Regions from separate parts of the Mus musculus genome. Here region 2 is linked to region 1. The links are chromatin contacts, called in public promoter capture Hi-C maps. All regions are on one chromosome and are shown on one strand. Each heading gives the region's core, a stretch centred on a gene start, on an enhancer-like site or on the middle of the called end of the contact. The rest is flanking DNA. Distances are from core to core; before and after follow the strand shown.

Region 1 (7,382 bases), core at 1,958-4,457:
CATGGTGTAAACTCCCACTGACTGGTTTCCCTGCATGCCTGCCTGCTGCAATGTTCACAAGCAGTATGGGTGAGTGGGGGAATCCCTTCTGTGGACATCAGAATCACACTAGAGCCAGACAGCCTTTGCACTACAGCAGAACATTTCCTTGGCAGGATGTGTTTGTGTAACCCTCGCTCCTGATGTGACCTGACAGGGGAAACACACCTTCACTCTGACCCGTCTGAGCCTCTTTCATAACACAGGCTTCTATGGACAGTGGGAACTGTGAACTGCCCTGCAGTAGCCTCCTGCGGACCTTACAACTTTCTTTGTATCCAAACGTAACGAGGCCGGTTTGCATTTGCAAAGTCTAAGAATTATCTGTGACTGTTGTGCACCCCCTCCCCTGCTACTTGGTGGCCACCATACGCCATTCATTAGGGGCTATCCAAATGTTTTGTTTGTTTGGGCAACAGGGTCTTACTATATATAGTCCTGGCTGTCCTGAAACTCATTTGTAGACCAGGCTAGCCTTGAACTCAGAGGTTCCACCTGCCTCTGCCCCAAGTGCTAGAATTAAAGGCATGTGCCACCACTGCCCGCTAACATGTGCATGTTTTAAGTTTTAAATATGCCTGTATGTACAGCTGTGAACAACGTGTGTGCCTTATGTCTGCATAGGCCAGAAGAAGGTGTTGGGTCCCTAGAACTGGAGTTGCCCAATGCTTGTGAGTTACCACACGGATGCTTGGCCTCAAATCTCGGTCCTTTAGCTAGTGCTCTTCACCAGCCCAAACACGGTCTTAATGGTTGTATTTCTAGCACTTCAGAGAACAGAGTTCTACAATAGCATGGGTAATAGACTAAGTTCTCTGTGAACTTGTAAGGACAGTCAAATTTCCTTGAATCCCCGTGGAAGGTGGTGCTACATCCACTCCAGTAGTGACAAGCGCCACAGGCTCTGAAAACCTGGGCGCTGTCCCGAGGCGAAAAGTTCACGGAAACTTAGTCTCCTGGAATCGTGGCATCCTGTATAAAGAATGCGCCAATGTCCTTGCTTTAGTTGGTAAACGGATCTGTGTGCTTTCCCTTAATATTGCTTTATTACAAGTGCTCCTAAGAATTGATATTTTGACATATAGCTAAGTTAGATTCTAGGCAGTCCTTGATCTGACCTTGGGCATGGATAGCTAAGTCACTGCCCTACACAGAAATTTACCATTATCTTTTTTTTTTTTTTTTTTTTTTTTTGGCTTTTGGCTTTTGGTTTTTGGTTTTTGAGACAGGGTTTCTCTGTGTAGCCTCGGCTGTCCTGGAACTCACTCTGTAGACCAGGCTGGCCTTGAACTCAGAAATTTGCCTGCCTCTGCCTCCCAAGTGCTGGGATTAAAGGCGTGTGCCACCGCTGCCTGGAAATTGACCATTATCTAGGAAGATAACGAGGAACCAGAAGTAGATACTTAGAACCTAAAGTGACCTAAAGAGGAACCAGAGTAGATACTTAGAACTATAGATAGCTGAGTTACACCCAAACGCAAGTATTTACAATGGCCTAGGGGGAAGGTGGACTATACAATAGACTAGAGTAGGAACTATGGCAAGGGCACAAGCCCCTGGCTTCTAAGATTAAGTGGACCTTAGGTGGAGCTGTTTCTGATCCCAGTTGTTAACAGAATTTTATCTCAGTTGGTTCCTGCCAGTTCTTCCGTGTTTGCATTCCTCTGTTTTGTGTAAGAATCCAGTAACCTCTTTGTACCTTGCTGGTGTCACCCATCTTCCCTATTTTCTTCTGTATAAAAAGTTTGATGCTCAATTTGACAAATTACATTCAGATCCACACTCCCTTGTGTTGAGTCTGTCCATCCATTCCCGCTGACTCCTTGCCCACCTGAGACTAGAGACCCGTTCCATGCAGACAAGGGATCAATAGGGTCTGCGGCACGGTGGGAACTTCCTGTAGATATCGAGAAGTTGCCTCACTGTAAGTGCCATAGATAATGGGTGCTTTTTGCATGTCCTATGTGAAGCAGCCATATATCCCAGAACATTCTCTTACAGAGCATAGTGCAAGCATAAGGAAAGCAGAATAACTAAAAGCAGCTCAATGAGAAAGGGGTTTATCTCAACTTATATTTCATCAAGCCCATCTGAAGGGGCGTCAGGGCAGGAACTCTGGGCAAGAATTCAATGGGGAAGCCATGCAAGAACCCTTCATAATGGCTTGCTCTCCATGGTTTGTTTCGCCTGCTTCCCAGGACCACTTTCTCAGGGGTTGCACCCACCCACAATGGGTTGGACCCTCCTACACCAACCACTAATTAAGATAGTACTGCACTGACTTGCCTACAGGGCAATCTTTTGGAGACAATTGGGGTTCACTCTATGTCAGGATTTGGTACTTGTGTCAACTTAAAAACTAACCAGCACCAACAGTAAGATGTGCTACAATAGACCAGATGTGTGTGTGTGTGTGTGTTTCACTATTACAGTCTTGAGTATCCATCATATGCAAGAGAAACCTTCATTAGAGGAGGAGTACACCATTCTCCATTATCCTTTGATCCAAGGGAAACCTGATGGGAAGACTGAAGCTAGGGATAGTCACACCTGGTGTAAACTCGGCACCGGGGCAACAGCTGTCTATGCCTCAGAGGGTATGTGGCACATGCTCTTCTCCTCACCTCCGGTGTGACACCCACCCCAAGATTTTTACACATCTTTCCTCAGGTGTGAAAAGCCATAGGGCTATTCGCCTTCGGAATGAAGTGTGAAACCCCAGGAAGTGACGCAAAAGAAAAGTTTGGAGATTGGAGGGTGCGATCAGAAAAGTGCGCCGTCCTAAAATCAAAAAGTCTTGGAGTTGACATCACGGCCACAGGCCACGCGGGTTGCCAGTACTGCAGAGCGCGCTACCCTACAACCGCAGGTCCTCTCTCCTTCTGGTGGCAACAGGGCTTTCCGCGGGGCCGCGCCAGACTTTTTGAGACTGTTGATTGGCCGTAGTCCGGCCACCCGACAGCCAATCATGCAGAGGAAAGGTGACATCACTAGTTCTCCTCCCATCCCCCTACCCCAAACTTCTCTACTCTGGTTTACCAGCACCAACAACCACGTGGGGGAGGGGTAAGAGAGTAGAACCGGTGAGGTCATTGCACCGCCCCTGCCGTTGCTGATTGGCTGCGGGGCTCGCGGGTGTCGGTTGGCTGCTCTTTGCACCTCCCCCTCGTGCCGCTACAGCCGCCTCAGCGAGGAGCCACTGGCGACGCCAGAGCCAGCAATCCGGGTGAGTCGGGGCCCTGGGTCTAAGATGTTCCCAGTGTCCAGCGAGACTCAGGAGGAGCTGCCCTTTCCGACTTTTTCTCTTCGCCCGGGTTCTTTGGAGCTCCATGCACTCTGTCACATGGGAGTTGTAGTCTGACTTATGCTTCTGACTACGGGCCGGATACAGAAGAAGACTACTATTCCCAGCAGGCATTGCGTTCAGCTGGTCAACAAACCCTCGGGCCACGCCTCTCGAGCTTGTTTATTGGAGGGCATATCCTTTAGTCCCGCCTCCCTTCATTTTATTGGTTACTGTCCCTCGCAGGGGGTGGTTTCTTGCTTAAGATGGATGGTGATTGGGTACTGTAATTGTCATTCGGCATATAAATAGTCTGTTAATTGGTTAAAGGAGGTGTCCATTACTTGTTGTAAGGTAGAGTTCTAGGCAGATCAGGCAGTCGTAGGCTTAGGTTGGTGTCGGTCCCGGAGGGAGGCCGGTCTTGGAATTTGACCCCGCCCCTTGGCGCTGCCGGAAGAGCGCAATTGGTGGTAGCAAGTGTCGCTTGCGGATGATAGGCGGAGCCGACTAGACAGCGAATATCTATTGGTCTAGGTTGGCGCCGGTCACCGGGGTTGTGGCCGTTTATTGGCTGGTTGCTCCAGCTGTTGCAGGTCCATTCACCATTTTGTGTGTTGGAGTAAAAAAAAAAGGGAGAATCGAGAGGGAGAGCCGGAGGGGGGGCGGGGAGGGACCGGACCGGACTGAGCCGGGGCCACGGCCCCCCGCCCCGAAACCCCGCGGAGCCCGAGGTGAAGGGCGGGGCTAGGGCTGACACTGCGTGGGGGTGGAGGGGAGCTGGAGGCCGAGAGGGGACAGGTGGCAGGGACGGGAAAGGGGTACAGGGCAAAAGAGGTGGGCGGAATGGTGTGGGAAGGGGTGACAGAGTGGAAGAAGTGGTAGGAAGTGGGGAGTGACAGAAAAGGAGCAACTAGGGGAGAGTACTGATAACAGGAATGGAGGGGTAACAGGATTAGATCAGGGTGACAGGGAGAGGAAGGGGACCGAGTTGGAGGGGGTGATAAAGAGAGGCGATGGGCAGAGGTGTCAGATTTGGAGGTCTAGAGATGGCCGACAGAAGAGTGAATAGGAGGAATAGGTGATATAAATAAATGGGGGTGACCAGCGGGGGGGGGTAACAGGAGGGGGCCTAGTATCTGAGAAAATAAGGTAGAGGTGGTGACAAGATGGGAGAGAGTGGCAAGCGAAGATGGTGTCAGGAGGGTGGATGGAAATAGAGAGGATGAGACCCTAAAGGGCATGGGGTGGCCTCAGCTTCAGGAGTTTCACGTTCTGAAAGGGAGGTGAGGGCCCGCGGGACCCTGGGTAGTAGTTAGCTATGGTGCACAGGAAGAAGGTAGGCCCCAAGAAAGAGAGGTCTGGCTCTGGGGTAAAGAGACCAGTCCAGGTAACAGGGGTAAGGGATGTTGGCTGGTGTGCTTGTAGGCCCTGGGTGGGGTGTAAAGGTTTATGTTTGGACAGTGTTTGTACCAGATCTCAGGCTCCTGAATGGTGCCCTAGCAGGTCAGTGGGGAGATGGCAGTGGAGTCGGCTTAACTCACAGCACCTTGGTGCTGATCCCAGGCCCTTCAGAGTCTGCCAGTGAGAACCCCAGAATTGTCCCACAGAAGGAGAAGGCCTCAAGTCGGAGAGCATGAGATCTGGGATCGCAGTCAGCCTGAAGACTGTCAGAGGGGTCTCTGATTGTGTTTGGCGGAATCTAGGACAGCTAATGTTTGGCTTCTCAAGTTTTCCAAGTCACTCTGGAGTAAAGTTTTAGGGGTTTTGTTTTGCCCTTTTTTTTTTTTTTTTCTTCTTTTCTCAGGGCAGCTTGAAAGGGGGCGGGCAGAGTGACTGTTCAGGAAGTGGGTGAGGTTGGCTTGTTGGGCTTGTCCTGCTGTCTTTGACCTCATCCTCCTTACCCCCACCTGGAGCTGTCTGGGCATATTTGGGTCCCTGAGGGTGCTGGCCATTTCAGACACCCTGCCCAGCCTGCTCAGTCTGGGTGAGGATACGTGCAGGCCAGAAGTGAGGGCTGGGCTTGCAGGCATTGCTCTGGGTGCTGTTGGGGAAAGGGGAAGACTCCCTCCTGTGTAGTGGGACAGAGAAACCCTGGGGTGTGCAGTTCTGTGTCCCACTGTGTGATGACGTGTGCTGCATTTGTGCGCGTGCGTGTGCTCATGTACAGTCCTGTGGCAGTGCTGGTGTGAGCTCTTGCCCCAAACGTGCCCCTGCCTACTCCCTGCCAGGACCTGGGAAGATGGTTGTACCTGGCAGACCTGGGATACTGAGCAGAGTGGGCAAGCATCCCTAGGGACTCTGAGCTGCCTACTCCTTCCCACAGTACCTGGCCATGCATGACTGCCTGTAGGGGTGGAGAGAGAGTAGAGGGAGGAGAGAAGCTTGCATCTCAGCTGTGTCACCTCCTTTCTGTGGCTTGGTGCTTATGTGCGTGAGTTTCTGTGTGCATTTGTGTGTGTGCTTTCTAGGTGATGAGAGTGAGAGCAAGCATGATGTGTGGGTCACATGATTGGCAGCACAGGGCAGTGGTTAGGAGCTCAGTTCTGTGGCCCTAGAGCACCTGGGTTCAGACCCGACCCTCCCCTGAACCCCCTGCCCTGGCTGCTTTGTATGTGGATGATCCTAATCCAAGCACCAGTCTCTCTGCACCTTGCTTCATAGTAGCACTCACCTCTTAGGGCTGTTGGGTGGAAAAAGCAGGCAGCTTAGCAAAGGGCTCAGGACAGTGTGATTGCTCCATGGTGTGAACTCTCAGTGATCCTCACACTCCTGGAGTCTGTTTGTGCACATTGCATGTCCCCTGCAGAAGGAGCAGGGAGTCAGGGTTGTATATGCTCAGGAGACCCAGCCCGGTGCCAGTCTGTGTGTGAATGTTTGCCAGAGCTCACGTGAGCTAGAGGTAGTCTTGTGGGTCATGGAGCGGAGGCAGTCAGCTCAGCAAGCAGAAAGACCCGAGGGGCCCTGGGTCTGTGGGTATTCACAGTCCCTTCCGATGATCCCTGCTGCTCTCCTGTCTCACAGGTGGACAGACGATGAAGCCAATGAAGAAGGCATGCCCTGGCCTTGCAGGTTCCGCCAGTGGCAGCAAGTCCCCACCAGCTACCAGGGCCAAGGCTTTGAGACGGCGAGGGGCCGGGGAGGGTGACAAGCCAGAGGAGGAGGAGGAGGCACAGCCACAGGAGCAGGCAGGGCCAGAAGAGGCTGAAGAGGGTGAGGAAGAGGAGGCTGAGCGGGACCCTGGAGCTGAGGGAACACATCCAGAGCTGCAGCCCAATGATCCTACTCCAGGCCTAACTGAGGACCCTAAGGGGGATGGGGAGGCAGGCCGCTGGGAGCCCTCACTCAGTCGCAAGACAGCCACATTCAAGTCTCGGGCCCCGAAGAAGAAATATGTGGAGGAGCATGGCACTGGAAATGTTGGTGTGGTAGGAGCCCCTGAAGAGCGGGAGCGGACGCCTGAGGACGCCAGTGCCCTGGGTGTGCCTCCTCGGCCACCCACCTCCACTCGGTCCTCCTCTACTGACACGGCCAGTGAGCACTCAGCCGACCTGGAGGACGAGCCCCCTGAGGCTTGTGGTCCAGGCCCCTGGCCCTCTACAGGCACCAGTGAAGGCTATGACCTGCGGCAACTGAGGTCTCAGCGGGTGCTGGCTCGGCGTGGTGATGGCCTCTTCCTGCCTGCAGTCGTGCGCCAGGTGCGCCGTAGCCAGGACTTGGGTGTGCAGTTCCCTGGGGACCGTGCCTTGACTTTCTATGAAGGAGTACCCGGTGGTGGTGTGGACGTTGTTTTGGATGTCACACCACCTCCAGGTGCACTGATGGTGGGCACGGCTGTCTGCACTTGTGTGGAACCTGGTGTGGCTGCCTACCGAGAGGGTGTAGTGGTGGAAGTGGCCACTAAACCAGCTGCCTATAAGGTCCGCCTCAGCCCTGGCCCCAGCTCCCATGCAGGCCCACCAGGCACACTGCCACAAGCCCAACAGACACTGCACCGTGAGCCTGAGGAGGCTGTCTGGGTTACTCGCTCTAGCCTGCGCCTGCTTCGGCCCCCCTGGGAACC
Region 2 (7,332 bases), core at 1,987-4,486, 3.1 Mb after region 1:
TAAATCTTAAAGACTGGGAAATGAGCTGATTCTTTCAACAGCAAGCATGCTGTCTGCCTGACAGCCAACCTAGCTACAGATCCCAGGACATCAGGCTCAGGCTCCAGAAGCTGGGGCAGGCCTCACACTGCCTTCTGCTTGGCGTCCACAGCCAGCCAGCAGGTGACTCAAGCATCTGATGAAATGCCCAGTGGAAAACCTCTGCAAGGAAGGAATCAGGGACCCTGGTCTCATTACCACCAGGACTGCAAGTACCAGCAGTGACCTAAAGCCATGAGTCACTGTCAAAGGCCCAGTGCTACAGCTTGGAGCAAAGGCTGGTCCTGTCACCTTCCTGTCTGTCCTATATCACCACAGTACCTTGATTCCTGCCTGGGAGCACAGGACCAACCTCAAAGCCACATGGACAACTAAATGCCTACAGAAGAAAACAGACCATATAAGAGGGTATCAATGGAAACCCATAGCCCTAATCCTGATACCCTCCAGGTCACAGGTCCATGACAACTTCCCTTCTCTAAACTCTGCCAGAGGTGAGCATGATGATAACTGGCCTCTGATACATGCCAGTGCTGGAGCAGGTGGGATGAACATACTACTTAGTAGCAGCATGCTTGCCTAGCATGTCTGAGGCCAGAGTCAACCCCCAACCCTGTAACAAAGGAGGAGAGAGCCACTTCTGAGCAGAGACTGTTGCTTCCTTCTGTTTCCCACTAAAGAAAGGGACAGAGACTTGGAGCTTCAGGTTACTATCTGGTAGCTGAAGCCTGAAGTCAATTGTAATGATGCCAAGGTCCCCAGTTCCTTCCTCACAGGTTTTATATTGTTCACAGTGAAATCTTGGAAAGCACTGACAACTGACATAAGTTCATTCAGGGAGTTGTAGAGATAGTACACTCATGCAGAAGTTCTAGGTTCTAGTCCCAGCATCCATATGGTCGCTTCCAACCATCCTTAACTCCAGTTCTAGGGGATCCAACATCTTCTGACCTCCAACATACTGAATACATGTGCTACACAGACATACACACACACAACACACACACACAAAATAATAAATTAAAAAATAGAAATAAAGTTAAGCCGGGCGGTGGTGGCGCACGCCTTGAATCCCAGCACTCGGGAGGCAGAGGCAGGCGGATTTCTGAGTTTGAGGCCAGCCTGGTCTATACAGTGAGTTCCAGGACAGCCAGGGCTACACAGAGAAACCGTGTCTCAAAAAAAAAACAAAAAACAAAAAAACAAAAAACAAAAACAAAAAAAAAGAAAAGAAAGAAAATTAAAGTTAATTTACAGCTTCGTAACACAGCTTGGTGACAGAGTACCTGCCTAGCATTTGTGAAACTCTAGCCCAAAAACTACACAGAGAGAGAGAGAGAGAGAGAGAGACTAGACTCTCTCTAAATGCTCAATTAAATAAAGCATAGCTCAGTGGCAGAGTTCATACTTAATGTGTACAGAGCCCTGAGTTCTATCCCCATAATTAAAAGAAGGGGGAAGGGTCAGGCATGGTGGGACACATCTTTAGTCCCAGCATTTGGCAGGCAAAGGCAGGTAGATCTTTATGCGTTTGCCAGCCTGGTCTACATAGCTAGTTTTAGGCCAACTAAGGTTACACATAGTGAGATCCTATCTCAAAAAGAGAAAGAAAAAGAAGGAAAGAAAGAAAGAAAGAAAGAAAGAAAGAAAGACAGACAACCACATGATTTACCCCCTCTCTTCCGGTAAGTTCCCATTCAAATGTCACTCTGACTTATTCTGATGGCTTCAAAGTGCAGCTAGGACCCTCTACTCCCTTTTTGTGCTTGGATTTTTCACCAGAGTACTAGAAAGAGTTATCTCAGGCCACGTATCCTTAATTCACAGCTTGAGACAAGATGTGATGAGATTTCCTATTTTAGGCTGTCCGTGCTGTCATCTCAGGAATCTCATCACTTGGGAGGTAAAGGAAAAACAAAGGCAGCTCTCAGGAGGCAGAGGCAAGCAGATCTGAGTTCAAGGCCAGCCTGATCTACAGAGTGAGTTCCAGGACAGCCAGGGCTACACAGAGAAACCCTGTCTCGAAAAACCAAAAAAGAAAAAAAGAAAAGAAAACAAAACAAAACAAATAAAATCCAAAGTATACATATTTCAGATCTTGGAGGATTTTTGGATTATTTGCACATACACAATAAGGTACCTTGGAACGGGACAATACATGAAATTCATATATCTTTCATATATACTGTGCACAGTCATTTAACACAGTATTTTTAGTGCACTAGTGTTGACTTTGACCTGTCATATGTGGAATTTTCCATTCGTAGCATCGACAGAAGACTAGAAAAGTTACAAAATCATCTGGATTTTCACACTAGGATGCTGAACCTGGGAGTCTCTCATATTTACTGGCTATATTTATTCACAGTAGCAAATTCACATTCACCCATCAGTTGTCGATTTACATTTTAAAATCTGTTAGCAGGAGCCCAAGGACAAAGACTTGTACAGGCTGGCACACAGTAGGCAATACATACACACTTCTGGAACAACTGGGGATACCTAAAAACACAAACACGAAAGAATCCTAAGAGCTGGGGCTGTCCACCTAGCAGGGCCCTGAACTCAATCCTAGCATCGCAAGTGATAAAAAGTAAACCGAAAGAAACAAATCAGATGAAAGCCAACCGTGGACCTGGCGCACCCCCACCTTCTGGACGCTGCCCCTGCGCTCCACGCTGACTTGCACACTCGTCCATCTCTCCCGACAATCTGGAACCACCCTCCCCCCCAGCCGTTCCGAGTCCCCGGCTCCCCCAGGGCCCTCTCTGCCCTGCCCCTGTCCCTGTCCCCAGGCGCAACGTCTCCCCTAAGAATCCCAGGCACCGACCTCGGCCTCCTCCGCCTCGCTGCTGCGCTCGCTGTCCTCCTCCTCGGAGAAGTTGCTGTCTTCGCTGTCCGACATCTTCCGCAGCTGCAGAGGAAGACCGCGGCCTCAGGGCGTCGCGGAACCAAAAGCGCCACCCCCAAGCCTCAGTTTCCCCGCAAGGTAAACCGGGGGAGAAAATCCCCAGGCGCACTTCCGGCAGCCTGGTTCAGGCGGTCGCGAACCCGCGTTGTTCGGGCTATGGCAGCTAGCACACCCGGCCCTGGCTGCGGCCGGCACACGTCCTGAACCTCCGCCAGCCCCGACCCCCGCTCCGGCCCCTGCCTGCCGTCCCACGCCCGCTCACCGATCGCTTGCCACCTGAAGCTTCCGCGCCAGCTGCGGATCACACAACGCCTAGCTGGCCTGAGCGCTCTCTCGCGAGAACTGGCGCGTCAGTCTCACCTAACGCGAGACTTTAGGGGCCTGCTCTGAGGGCGGCCTCTTGGAGCCGCCATCTCCGGAGTGGCCAAAGTGGTTTACGCGGACTGTACGGCCGCCATCTTGAGAAGGTCGAAAAGTAATCGGCTTCTCCTAACCCAGAGCTGAATCGGGTGAACTGTTGGCTCGTCCGTCCTCTAAACTTCCCTCGGAGGTGTCAGAGGTGACGGGACAGAGATTCGGCTTCACACCGCCACCCTCGGCATTCTGAGGAGTTCCCCTAGATTTTTAGGGACCTAGACTCAGGTTAAATCCGAATTCCTGGCGATGCTCAAAACAATCTCAAAACTTGTTAGTTTAGCGCGGCACAGTATTGTGTTATTAATGATCTGGTTTGTTTGTTTGTTTGTTTGTGTGATAAGGCCTTACTTTGTAGCCTGGCTAAATCTCAGACTCACAAAGATAAGCCCATGTCTGCCTCTGCCTCCCTGGTACTGAAATTAAAGGCGTGTGCCACCATGCTTACAATGAAAGACACTTTAATACGGATTTAAGACTGAAGGCGGGAGCTGGTGAGATGGCTCAGTGGTTAAAAGCGCCTACTGCTCTTCCGAAGGTCCTGAGTTCAAATCCCAGCATCCACATGGTGACTCACAACCATCCATGACGAAATCTGATGCCCTCTTCTGGAGTATCTGAGGACAGCTACTGTGTACTTACATATAATAAATAAATAAATAAATCTTAAAAAAAAAAAGAAGAAGAGGAAGAAGAAGAAGAAGAACTGAAGGTGGACAGGCGAGCCAGGAGTTATGCACAAAACCATCACATTTATTTAATTCCGGACAGCCAAGGTTACACAGTGAAACACTGTAACCAAAACAAAACAATAAAACCTAAACTGGAGAGTTGGCTCAACCGCCAAAGAACGCTGGCTGCTGTGGAGCTGTGGTCAATTTCCAGCAGCTCACAACCCGCTTTCACTCCAGTCTCAGGGGAGCTAATGCTCGCCCTCTTCAGGCCTCGGCTGACATTGAATATCCACAGACATAAAAATTCAAGACAAGCCGGGCGGTGGTGGCGCACGCCTTTAATCCCAGCACTGGGAAGGCAGAGGCAGGCGGATTTCTGAGTTCGAGGCCAGCCTGGTCTACAGAGTGAGTTCCAGGACAGCCAGAACTGCACAGAGAAACCCTGTCTCGAACCCCCCACACACAAAAAAAAATTCAAGACAGAAAGTTAATAAAAGCAGCATGCTTGAGCAATCTAGATGGCTCATCAGATAAAGTATCTTGCTGAGAAACCTGACGATCTGAGTTCTATCCCTGGAACCTATATGATAGAAGGAAGATAGCCAAAAAGTTTTCTTCTGACCTCTGCATCCATGCTATAGTTGGAATACATGCACCCACTCATGTATGTGTGTATACATGTGTGTATATGGGTATATATACAATACATACACACATATATAACATTACATATGCATATAATATATATACAATAAGTTTAAATTTTTTAAGTCACGTGCTTCAGCTAGATATGGTGGTACCTACCTTGTAATACTGGCACTTGGCAGACTGAGGTAGGAGAATCTGAAGTCCCAATGGATCTAGACTACAAAACAGGACCCTTTCTCAAAACAACCAAATGGGAGAGGAGGAAGAAACAGTAAATTCCACCAAACTACTGAAAAGCACAAATTAACTTCAAAAACCATGTATGCACAGTGAAAGCAAAAGACGGTGGGATCTGGCAGAGGGTGTGATCCCATCCATACAGAACTCCAGAGCAAGCAAAGCCTAGCTATTCATAGGGAAAGCAGAGGAGTGGGTGTCTGAGCGCATGAGATGAAATGGAAGTCTGTCAGTGTCTGCCCGGGTGGGAGCGTTCACTGTACCTGGAGCCTTTTACTGCGTAAATCAGTGTCTGCCCGGAGGTGACCCGTTCAGGGTCGGTCTGAACTGCGCCCATGGAGTGAGATTATACAAAATGTTTAACGGATGGGAGCAGAAAGCAAGGGGGAGCAGGGTGGGCTGTTGCATTGACCAACCATATTTTTCTTTACAAGGGGTTTTGTTGGGGAAAAAGGGGGGCGGGGGAGGCCCTGGGGAAGAAGAGGGGGAGAAATATGCCACATCTGGCCAGAGTTCCTGTGCTCTGGGCAGGCGAACACGGGGAGACTGCCAGGCGCTTTCCACACGGCCCCGGGTGGGCATCTAAGCCTCTGACCCACGCTGCACACTGGTGAGAGTGGTGCAGCAGATCTAGATAGAGCAGAGACTCTCTATGGTTTAAGAGCTTTATTATAAAAATGCAGGGAGAAAGAGAGAAGGTAGAAAAGGAGAGAGAGAGAGAGCGAGAGGGAGGAAGAGAAGAGGAGAAAAAAAGACAAAGAGAAAGGAGAGAGGAGAGAAGACAAAGAGAGGGGAGAGAGAGGGTGAGAGTGAGGGGTAAGAGGTAAGAGTGGAAGAGGTAAGAGAGAGAGGTGGGGGCTGAACAGCCCTTTTATGGTCTTCACTGTTGCTAGGTAACTGGGGAGGAGTTTAGCCTGAAGGTCAGAAGCTTGGGCCATTGCTTACATGACTTCTACTGACCATGCTTCTCTTGTGGGGGGCTGTGGGATGCGGTAACTTAGGCAGGGGCCTGAGTTCCAGGAGCATGAGGGAATGCCTACCGTGTCATGTGGGTGAATTATCACCATTGGGGTTCAGACCTCAGCTCGACTGGAGGCCAGCCTGCAATTCCCCACAGGGTTAAGCAGGGAAGTTAACGGTGGTAATTGGGCCATATGCCAGTCACCTAGTTTCAGGGTCCTTGGGTCAGTTTTGCGTCAGGTCCCCTCCTGGACTCTGACCTAGAACAAAGGAGTTGGGCAAGCTCCACACAGTCAATTAAGTCAGGACGGGCAGCACATTTATGACTTGTGTGTTTAGATAACGGGAATACAGCATCTTTTCTCTTTACATCCTTCACTGGCTAACAGACAAACAGGAAATGTCTGAAGAAGCTGGAGGGGAGTTGGGTTCCAGGGCCTGGGAACATGAACTCAGTTTTGATCCTGCCCGTACAGTGGAGTTCCTCCTGAGATCAGGAAATTACCTCCTAACAGGTTCAGGAAGGCTAGCGCGGTCAGCAATGGAGGTTGGCGAGCTGCCGCATGGTGGAAGGAAAGAGCACTTTCTCCAGAGTGGAAAAGCTCGGAGCGTAAGGAAACCACACTCAGGGTTTTAACAGTTGGTGGGAGAAAATACAAGTGAGGTGGGAGGGGAAGGAGGAAGAAGAAGGAGGAGGAGGAGGAGGAGGAGGAGGAATCCTTGAGTTACAGCTCAGGAAAGTTCACAGGGCTGGAGAGGTGCCTCGTCCTTTAAGAGCATTGGCCTTTCTTATAGAGGACTCTGGTGCCATTCCCAGGACCTACATAGCCGCACACAACTGTTTGTAACTCTATTTCCAGTGACTTCATCACTTTCTTCCAGCCTCCATAGGCACTGTACATGTGATACACAGACACCCAGACATCAAGACACTTGTACACATAAAATACTTACAAAACAAAACAGAAAACAGTGCTGCACATGTGGATTTCTGTAGGCTGCTGCCTTGGAATGTATTTACTTTTTTAAACCAGATTCGGGATTGAACCTAGAACTTAACATGTTGATTCAAGTGCCCTAGCATGCCAGGAGCCAGCCCTGGCAGGGTCAGGTACTGAGATGGGACATAGTGCTGGACACTATCTGGCCTTGTAACTCTCTCTTAGTGTTCTGGGGGCTAGAAGCTGTTGGCCTCTGACGACTTAACTCTCCCCCTCCCCCTCCCCCCTCCCCCTCCCCCTCCCCCTCCCCCTCTCCTGTGGCTAAAAGCCACTGGTTTCTGGCAATTGATTCCTGCTGATAGCTGCAGGGGGTTAAGAAAAACAACTTTAGTTACTTGGCTCTTTTCTCTTTGGCTCAAGGGCCCCTCACTTGCCAGTCAAGAGGCTTAGAGTTAATTCACTCTTTGTGAACCACAGAGAAAAGAAAAAAGAAACGAAAAACAGGAAA

What was found. Promoter capture Hi-C pulls out the DNA fragments that hold promoters and counts their contacts.
Region 2: a contact with region 1 is called in a promoter capture Hi-C map of second pharyngeal arch cranial neural crest. The contact joins the promoter of Supt5 here to the promoter of Cic in region 1. A contact is called at or near these places in 3 of 39 promoter capture datasets (the HPC-7 cell line, maxillary cranial neural crest and second pharyngeal arch cranial neural crest).

What each region holds. Positions count from the first base shown.
Region 1 is chr7:25,264,492-25,271,873 of GRCm38.p6, forward strand. It overlaps Cic (capicua transcriptional repressor), which reads left to right and starts at 3,208. Exons shown (of 21, transcript NM_001302811.1): 1 at 3,208-3,265; 2 at 6,344-7,382. The coding sequence starts at 6,355. It overlaps Gm45974 (a long non-coding RNA gene), which reads right to left and starts at 6,346. Exons shown (of 3, transcript XR_001778066.2): 1 at 6,211-6,346; 2 at 5,994-6,122; 3 at 3,842-3,906.
Region 2 is chr7:28,335,483-28,342,814 of GRCm38.p6, forward strand. Supt5 (suppressor of Ty 5, DSIF elongation factor subunit) reads right to left here and starts at 3,237. Exons shown (of 30, transcript NM_013676.1): 1 at 3,213-3,237; 2 at 2,870-2,953. The coding sequence starts at 2,944.